2 separate regions of the Mus musculus genome follow, and region 2 is linked to region 1. Evidence: chromatin contacts called from public Hi-C data. All regions are on one chromosome and are shown on one strand. Each heading gives the region's core, a stretch centred on a gene start, on an enhancer-like site or on the middle of the called end of the contact. The rest is flanking DNA. Distances are from core to core; before and after follow the strand shown. Region 1 overlaps Tnip1 (TNFAIP3 interacting protein 1). Region 2 overlaps Sparc (secreted acidic cysteine rich glycoprotein).

Region 1 (3,859 bases), core at 633-3,132:
CAGCTTCTGCCTCCCAAATGAACGTTGGAGTCATAGGTGTGCGTGCCCACACTCAACTTTGCTGGTAGCCTTTCCTGCTGTAAACTGTAAAGAAGGTCTCACCCAGAGCAGGGCCTGTACTCAACACTAGAGAACCATGAGAGCAGATCCAGTGGGATTGAGTCCCTGGTGGGTGTGAAGATGGCTCTATCAACCCTAGCTCTGAGCCAGAAGCTTGCTCTTTCCATGTTAAAGAGGGGGGGTGCCAGGTGCCGGTGAGTGAGCATGACCTACTGCACCGCCCAGGCTCTGCCTGCGTCAGCTGAACCAGGACACTTGACTATAACTGGAGGGAGGGGCGGAGCTTTCTTAGAGAACAAGATCATAGAACTGGAAGGTGCCAGGTGTGGAGACAACCTACAGATGGGGGAAATTCTGCTGTTAAGGATTCTCATGCAGCCTGCACACCTTCTGGGTGGCTTACAGATGCCCTTTTGGTCTGGTCGCACCGCAGCAGTGCCTTTGACAGCAGATCCTTGGCTTTGCAAGTGTCTTAACCCAGGGCTGACATTGTGACATCTCCACTTGTCTCTTATCTAGGGAGGAAAACACGGAGCTCAAGAAACTGTTGATGAACAGCAGCTGCAAAGAGGGACTCTGTGGGCAGCCCAGCTCCCCAAAGCCAGAGGGTGCTGGCAAGAAGGGCGTGGCTGGACAGCAGCAGGTGTGTATCCCAAGCTCTCAAACCCAGGATCTGCTCTGCCCCTCGCTGAGGGAGCACATCTCCTCCTACACACATTCCAGTGGCAGAAGGTTCTGCCTGGTAGACTCTGTTTCCTGGTGCAGCACCTGCCTCCGTGGTATGACCAGTCCTTGGCTTTTTGTTCTGTCTTCACCCCACGTGGAGTATCCCGTTCTCTGAGACACGTGCTCAGAGCTATTGGCAGTCAAATTACATGGCTCTGCCGCCCACCCTGGCTGCTTGCTTCTCCCGCTTGCTGACTTGGATTGTCCAGCGGCTGCTCATGGGAGTTGGGTTTCAGTGTTTTGCTCATTCTGGGTACCAATACCTTGATGCATTTTGTCTTGTCAAAGTCTCCTTCCCAAAAGTCAGGTTAGTCTCTAAAGTGTCAGGGCTCCTAAGGGGATTGTATTAAGCTTGTGAGATCGCAACTTAGAGCTCTGCATGGAGAGGAAGACTGGTCTGGGGATGCCTCAGCTCTGGCCCACACCCCCACACCTCCAGGCCCAGCCCTGCCACACAGTGAAGGCCAAGTGTGCCTTGCTCCACTCTCACCATCCCTCAGGCTCCTGTAACCCAGTTGTTTACCTCCTCAAGTGAGTTGCAGTCAGTTGCAACATAAGCCCTAATGCCAGCTTTCTATGTAATATAGTAATGACCTTGGTCACTCACTCCCCACCCCGGGGCAGTGATGTAATTTACCTGCAAAGCCATGAGCTCACTTGGGCTCTTTTGCCTGAAGGGATGTCTCTTCCATGTGCGGGGCCAGCAGGAGACTTGGAGAGGTCATGTGCCATCATACAATTAAGATTCTTCTGTCACCTCTCAAGCAGATGTGGGGGTGGCCGGCTGAAGAGCAAAGCCTTCTCGCTCTGCCTCTCGCTGGCATTGTTGCTCACTGTTGTAGCCATGGTTGGTCTGAAACACACTGGGTAGATCAGGCTGGCCGTCAGCTCACAGAGATCCTCCTGCCTCTGTTGGGATTAAAACTAAGTGACACATAGCCTTTAGCTGTTGCTGTTGACAGTGAGCTTCCTGGGGCAGGCATCTGCCCTTTTTGAGGCCACCTTATCAGATAGATACCCTTTCCTCTCCAGGTGGCATGGTATGTTTACAGGACATAGCCTGTAGGGGGCACCAGAGGCTCACAGGCTCTGCTTCCAGCCTCTGCCCAGCCTGTGGTAGGACATAGAGAGTTGATGGGGCCAGTGCAGAACAGCTTCTGGTCTGAGCAGACACTGGCGACAGTCACTGCACGTGCACTTCTCGCCTTGTCCTGTGGTTCTTACCTCAACACCTCAATTGTTCAGTTTTAAAACATTTTATTTTGAGGTAACTTTAAACTGAGGCAGAAATAGTGTGGAGTTGTGTTCCCGTACTCCCTCCGTCTTCCCTGGCTGGCTTCTATAACCGCAGACCTACCTCACCAAGCATCTTACATAACTGTGGTTCTTACCAGACTGGGCACTGCCGTCAGCAGCGCTGTCCAGATGCACCCATCCTTCACTCCCTCCCTTTCTGCCTTCCAGAATTGAATCCAGGATCCCACGTGGGGTTCCTATCACAGCTCCTTAGTCTCCTCATTTCGGCGACGTGGCTCAGCTGTCCTGGTTTCCATGACCTTGGCACTTTTGAGTTATGCTGGCCGGTTGTTTTGCAGAATGGGTTTTGGGTTTAGATTAGATTGTGGTTGCAGAATTTGGAAAGAATCTCAGAGATGGCATGTTGTGCACACACATCTGCACATGCGGGCTCTCGGCACATGTGTCTGGGCTCGTGATGCTTGCCAGCCTCCATCACACTTTCACGGCGTTTATTTTATGTTGGGGGCTGCATGCGTGTATGGAGGTCTGAGGCAGTTCTCTCCTTCCACCATAGGCTCTGGAGATTGCACTCAGCTCATCAGACTTAGAGACAATCGTGTTCACTCACTGAGCCATCTCACTGGCTCCTCACAACTTCTAAAAAATATATAAGCCACGCCTTTTAGGTTAGGGGATTCGGAGTTGTTGTGGGGTTGACCAGCAGGGCCTCAGAGTTAAAGTGGGGAAGATGGCTGTGGAAAGAGCTGGTGAGAGGATGTGAGGCTGGCAGCCACAGTATGCATCAGCAAAGGGGAATGTTCCTCGTGGGCTTCCAGGAGGAGGAGGTCGTGGCTGAGACATGGCTGCTGGGTGGGAGGAGCAGGGAGATTGGAGACAAGGGGCTGAGGCCCTGGGAGAGCACTGGGCTGGGGAACGAAGTTTTATCTGACACTTTGGTGAAGGCTCTGTCTCTCCCTAGGCCAGTGTGATGGCGAGTAAAGTCCCTGAAGCGGGGGCCTTTGGAGCAGCTGAGAAGAAGGTGAAGTTGCTAGAACAGCAACGCATGGAGGTAGGTGGCCAAACTGGGAGGTCAGGGACGAAGGCCCCACCTGGCTCTCTGGTTCCTGTTGGGCCTAGATCACCTTAGAGAGTTATTGTGGAAACCATTGAACCATCTGCCCATGGGATAGATGTCTGTCCTCTCGGGACCAACCACAGGGATCACTGAGGAGACTGAGTTTGTGGCACAGGCTGAAATTATTTGGGGACCTTAGGGAGCTGGACAGATGGCTCAGTGGTAATGGTGCACGCAGAGGACCTGGGCTCAGTTCCCAGGACTCTCACATACCAGCTCACCACTGCCTGTAACTCCAGCTCCAGAGAGTCTAACCCCTTTTTCTGGCCTTCACGGGCACCCACACTCACCACATATAGATGCAGACCCGTATATTAAAAGGGTGAGCCTAGGAAGGCTAAGGTAAGCTGGACACGGGAGAGGTGGTGGTCAGTCAGGACAGTCGGCATTGGAGACACATGCTGCAGTGGGAGTGGCTAACAGTGAAGGAAGCTCCCACACCCTTGGCAGCAGCATTCTCTGTCTCCCAAGCCCCTCCCCACCTCCAGCCCAGGCCACTAGCCTGTCCTTGTCCCTCCTCACACAGTTGAGGTCTTCCCGACCTCTTCTTCCCCACCCCTCTTTCTTCACACACATCTGAAGTCTTACTTACATTCATATTCTAGATTGACTCATCTCTCAGAAGGAAAAGAATGTTCATTATGTAATGAACCAAGAGTCTCCCTCCAGATGGCTGCCGCTGACATCAGCTCACTGTGT
Region 2 (3,859 bases), core at 520-3,019, 490 kb before region 1:
ATGCCTTCAGAGGTCAGGAGGGGGCATCTAAGTCTCTAGATCTAGAGTTACATACAGGTGGCTGTAAGCTGCCCAACTTGGGTGCTGGAAACTGAACGTGGCAGTCTCTGATAAAGCTGTAAGCACTCTTTTTTTTTTTTTTTTTTTTTTTTTGGTTTTTCGAGACAGGATTTCTCTGTATTGCTCTGGCTGTCCTGGAACTCACTTTGTAGACCAGGCTGGCCTCGAACTCAGAAATCCGCCTGCCTCTGCCTCCCAAGTGCTGGGATTAAAGGCGTGCGCCACCACACCCGGCAGCTGTAAGCACTCTTAATGGCTGAGTCATTTCTCCAGCTACCATTCCCTTCCCCCAGGTACATCTTGTGAGTATGAAAACTCCAATCCTCACCTACTAGCAGATGACAAATCTGGCCATTTGTCATCTATACAGACAAACCATCAAGGATGCAAACCTTTAAATATACTATCGGTCACTGAAGACACCTTTCCTTCCATCTCTCTGTTTCTGCCTCTGTCTGTCTCTCTCTCTCTCTCTCTCTCTCTCTCTCTCTCTCTCTCTCTTTCTCTCTCTCTCTCTCTCTCTCTCTCTCTCTCTCTCTCTCTCTCTCACACACACACACACACACACACACAAACATCCCTCCCACACCACCACCCCGACACAGGTACATGAATGCCTTTTATTTCCAAGATACAAATGTTGCAACTCAGAAAGGGAAAGTAGCTCCCTGGAGCTTACTCAGCAGGCTGGTTGGTGCCTGCACCGAGCCTCCAGATCTTTGGAACCTTGTCAGGTTTTGGTCAGTTGGAGCTGACCTTGCTCCGTAGGTCCTAAATCATCCTTAATACATGGTTAACAACACTTCCTCCCTCCCTTTTCTGCTCTATCCCAGCTTACATGGCCTAAGACCCAACTAACGTGGCTTATGTATGAGCGGTTTCTCAGTTGTTTTCCACTGGCCCCTCCTTAGCTACCCTTCAACTTAAACTGACAGAAGAGGAAGCTGGTACCAGCTTTCAGCCATCCCTGGGGATGGAGGAAGCTACCTTTGCCCTACTGTAGTGTGGATACTGCTCCTTCCCAGCCTTGTTTGCGACTCCTGCGACAGCTGGGTTGCAACAAGGCCAGGGCCAGCAAATGGTGACTTATCAGACGCTGTTAAAGAAACAGCCCTCTGGCTTGACTAGGGGTGTGTCTGGCAGCAAATTGGCTTTGCTCTCACCTCCCTAGCCATAGATATCTAGTAGGGAATCCGTGAACAGAGATAGCAGCTTTGTCCTTCCAGGAACCTGATTTAAAGTATCTCTCTGGATCATCCTGTGCTGCTTGTGGCAATCACAGTAAAAGTTTAGATATTTCTGAGTCTTTGGCACAGAAACCACCTTGCCCAAGGAATTTGAGTGAGCTATTTTCTTTAAGCTGTGAGTTTTTTGTCTAAAGTGTAGGCATAGTAAAGAACTATCACGTGGCCTACTAGTAGTGGCTGTCAGAATGGTGTTCAAAATTCTGATGTCACGCCAGACTTTAAGGAGAAAGATAATATGATTGATTAGTAATGTCTGCCACATACACAAGAGTGGTGTAGGAAGGTTGGCATGCTATGGATCCACTACCTTTGGAATCCCTTAGTCCTTTCCAGATGTTACATCTTGGATACTTTGATGTTTCTTATCCCTTCCATTTGTGGTTACTCCTGATGCAACAGGGATGGCTGTACATTGAGTCCCCTCCTTCTGCCTTTATTTGTTCTAGAGAGGGTTGAAAACTCAGCCTGGGCTGCCAGCAGGACCCAGTCACGTGGTCTAGAGGGTGCGGAGGCAGCAGGAACTCCTCCAGCCCAGTCTAGACAAAGTGAAACGTGGCACTTTAGGAGATGCTGGAATTTCAGTGGGGCTGTGTCCAGCCACAAAGCCTGGAGCCTCCTCCACGCTGCCCAGAACCAATTCTAGGTTTTAGCATCTGTGACACTCTAACCGTTTCCCGTAGCTTTGTCCCTTCCAACAAGAAATAAAAATAAAAACAAAGAATCTGGGGCAAGAGGGGAGATGGGGCACTCCAAGATATGCTGAGCAAACCCAGGAGTTCAGAATAGTCAGGGACCTTAGGGGCTTCCTTGCCGAGGGTACCTGGCTGTTCTAGAGGGAACCTAGAGCTATTTCAAGGTGGCTTATGATATTGGAGTATGCTATGTTCTCTGACCCCAATTCTTCCACTCTGGTTATACTGCTCTCTGTCTCTCTGTCTCTCTCTCTCTCTGTCTCTCTCTCTGTGTGTGTGTGTGTGTGTGTGTGTGTGTGTGTGTGTGTGCTTGTGTGCTTGTGTGCTTGTGGAAGCCAGAGGTCAGCCTCAAAGGTTACTCCTCAGGCTCTGTCCACCTTGTTTTTGAGACAGTCTTTCACAGGCCTGTATCTTGCTGGTTCTGCAGGATTGGATGATCTGCAAGGCCTAGATCCCTCCTGTTTCTGCCTCTCTCCAGTGCTGGAGTTTCAAGCTTGTGCTGCCACGATTGGGTTTTACATGAGTCCTGGGGATTTGAACTCAGGTCTTCATGCTTGCCTAGCAAGAACTTTATCAACTGAGCTCTCCCTTCAATCCTTGTTTTTGTTGTTTATTTTTCATTTTACTCATAGAACATAGTCCAAGATGTGCAGAGGGCTTTGAAGGACACTGCTCTTTTGGAGCAGGCTTTCTCAACAAGTCCTTCACACTGGCCGCATTTCAAGGCTCAGTAAACCCCTGTGGTCTGGTCTAGTGGTGCCTAGTGCTCAGGAAGCAGAGGCTGGAAGATCACAAATTTGAGACCAGCTTTGGTTACATAGTGAGACCTCATCTCACCCCACCCAAACCAGCCAAATAAAAGAGAGTTGGGTATGGTGATTCAGGCCTGTAAGCCCAGCATTCGGGAGGTGGAGGCAGGAGGATCTGGCGGTTGAGACCATCTTTGGCTACAGATCAAGTTCAAGGCTAGCCTAGCCCCCAAGACCCTTAGGGAGCTCTCTCAGATTGCATTTCTCCACACGCTTTCCATCCGAGTTAGGTCATCCTAGGAGTCTGTGGTCCTGAGCCACGCTGTCTAAAAGCCCACAGTTCTGAGGTTGCCCCTGGGTTTAGATACTCAGTGGCGCCTTCATGTCCACAGGGAACTCCCAGGAGCCCCTTTAGGTTTCAAGGGAAGTGAGCTAGGGGTTGGCTGTACTTTTCCATCCCATCCTTTCCATCCAAAGAGCTAGACAAGTAACCTCTGCTTCAGGTCCTCCTGGCAGCCCAGGTTCAGTTTTCAGCTCTCTCCAGAACAAATAAAGGCAGAAGAAAGAGACTCAATGTACGGAACAGGGAAAGGGGGCACCAGGGGTGTCTGCAGTTGGCGGTCACAAAGCCAAAGGCAATACACCTCCACTTCCCCCACCCCAACCCCCGCTGCCCAGGGCATTTCTCCTGCCTACATCTCAGGCCAGGTTGGCCCAAGTGGGCACCATCTTAATGACTATGCAGGAGCAGGTGTCTGCCAAGAGAAACATCACACAGAGTTGAGAGACCATGCAGATACCTGTCACTCGAGTGCTGGACTGCTGGTCAGAGGCATGGATCTTCCTTTCCAGGCTCCAGTCTTCTCATCTGTACAATGGGGCAGAAAGACCTGCCCTCAGGCCCTTCTTGGAAAGCTGGCTTGTAAAATCAATGAGGATATTTGTGTGTTTCCCCCAGTATGCTGGAGTGAGTGTGGAAGCTCATGGCTGCCTTGTACTGATGACAGAGTCTTAACCTTGTGCCTGGGTTGACTGTTGGGTCTCCAACAAGCTCTGAAGGGTAGACTCTGGCCTCTTTGGCCAGAGGTATGTTACAGAACCTCAGAGATGT

The links. Hi-C and Micro-C count contacts between places; a contact is called where the count stands out from the background.
Region 2: a contact with region 1 is called in a Hi-C map of muscle stem cells, with 5 times the contacts expected there. The contact joins two enhancer-like sites. A contact is called at or near these places in 2 of 39 promoter capture datasets (hippocampal neurons and stem cell-derived epiblast-like cells), 1 of 484 Hi-C or Micro-C datasets (muscle stem cells) and 1 of 9 other capture datasets (embryonic stem cells).

Annotation. Positions count from the first base shown.
Region 1 is chr11:54,925,939-54,929,797 of GRCm38.p6, reverse strand. Tnip1 (TNFAIP3 interacting protein 1) reads left to right here. Exons shown (of 19, transcript NM_001199275.2): 9 at 580-703; 10 at 3,005-3,094. Among named protein-coding and RNA genes, the nearest start is that of Gpx3, 25 kb to the right of the region's middle. Within about 2 kb of position 1,882, at least 24 of the 459 cell types and tissues checked have an H3K27ac peak or open chromatin away from gene starts, as enhancers often do. A contact at or near this core is called in muscle stem cells, where this site is marked.
Region 2 is chr11:55,412,436-55,416,294 of GRCm38.p6, reverse strand. The region is part of intron 1 of Sparc (secreted acidic cysteine rich glycoprotein); the gene reads left to right. Among named protein-coding and RNA genes, the nearest start is that of Sparc, 5.7 kb to the left of the region's middle. Within about 2 kb of position 1,769, at least 80 of the 459 cell types and tissues checked have an H3K27ac peak or open chromatin away from gene starts, as enhancers often do. A contact at or near this core is called in muscle stem cells, where this site is marked.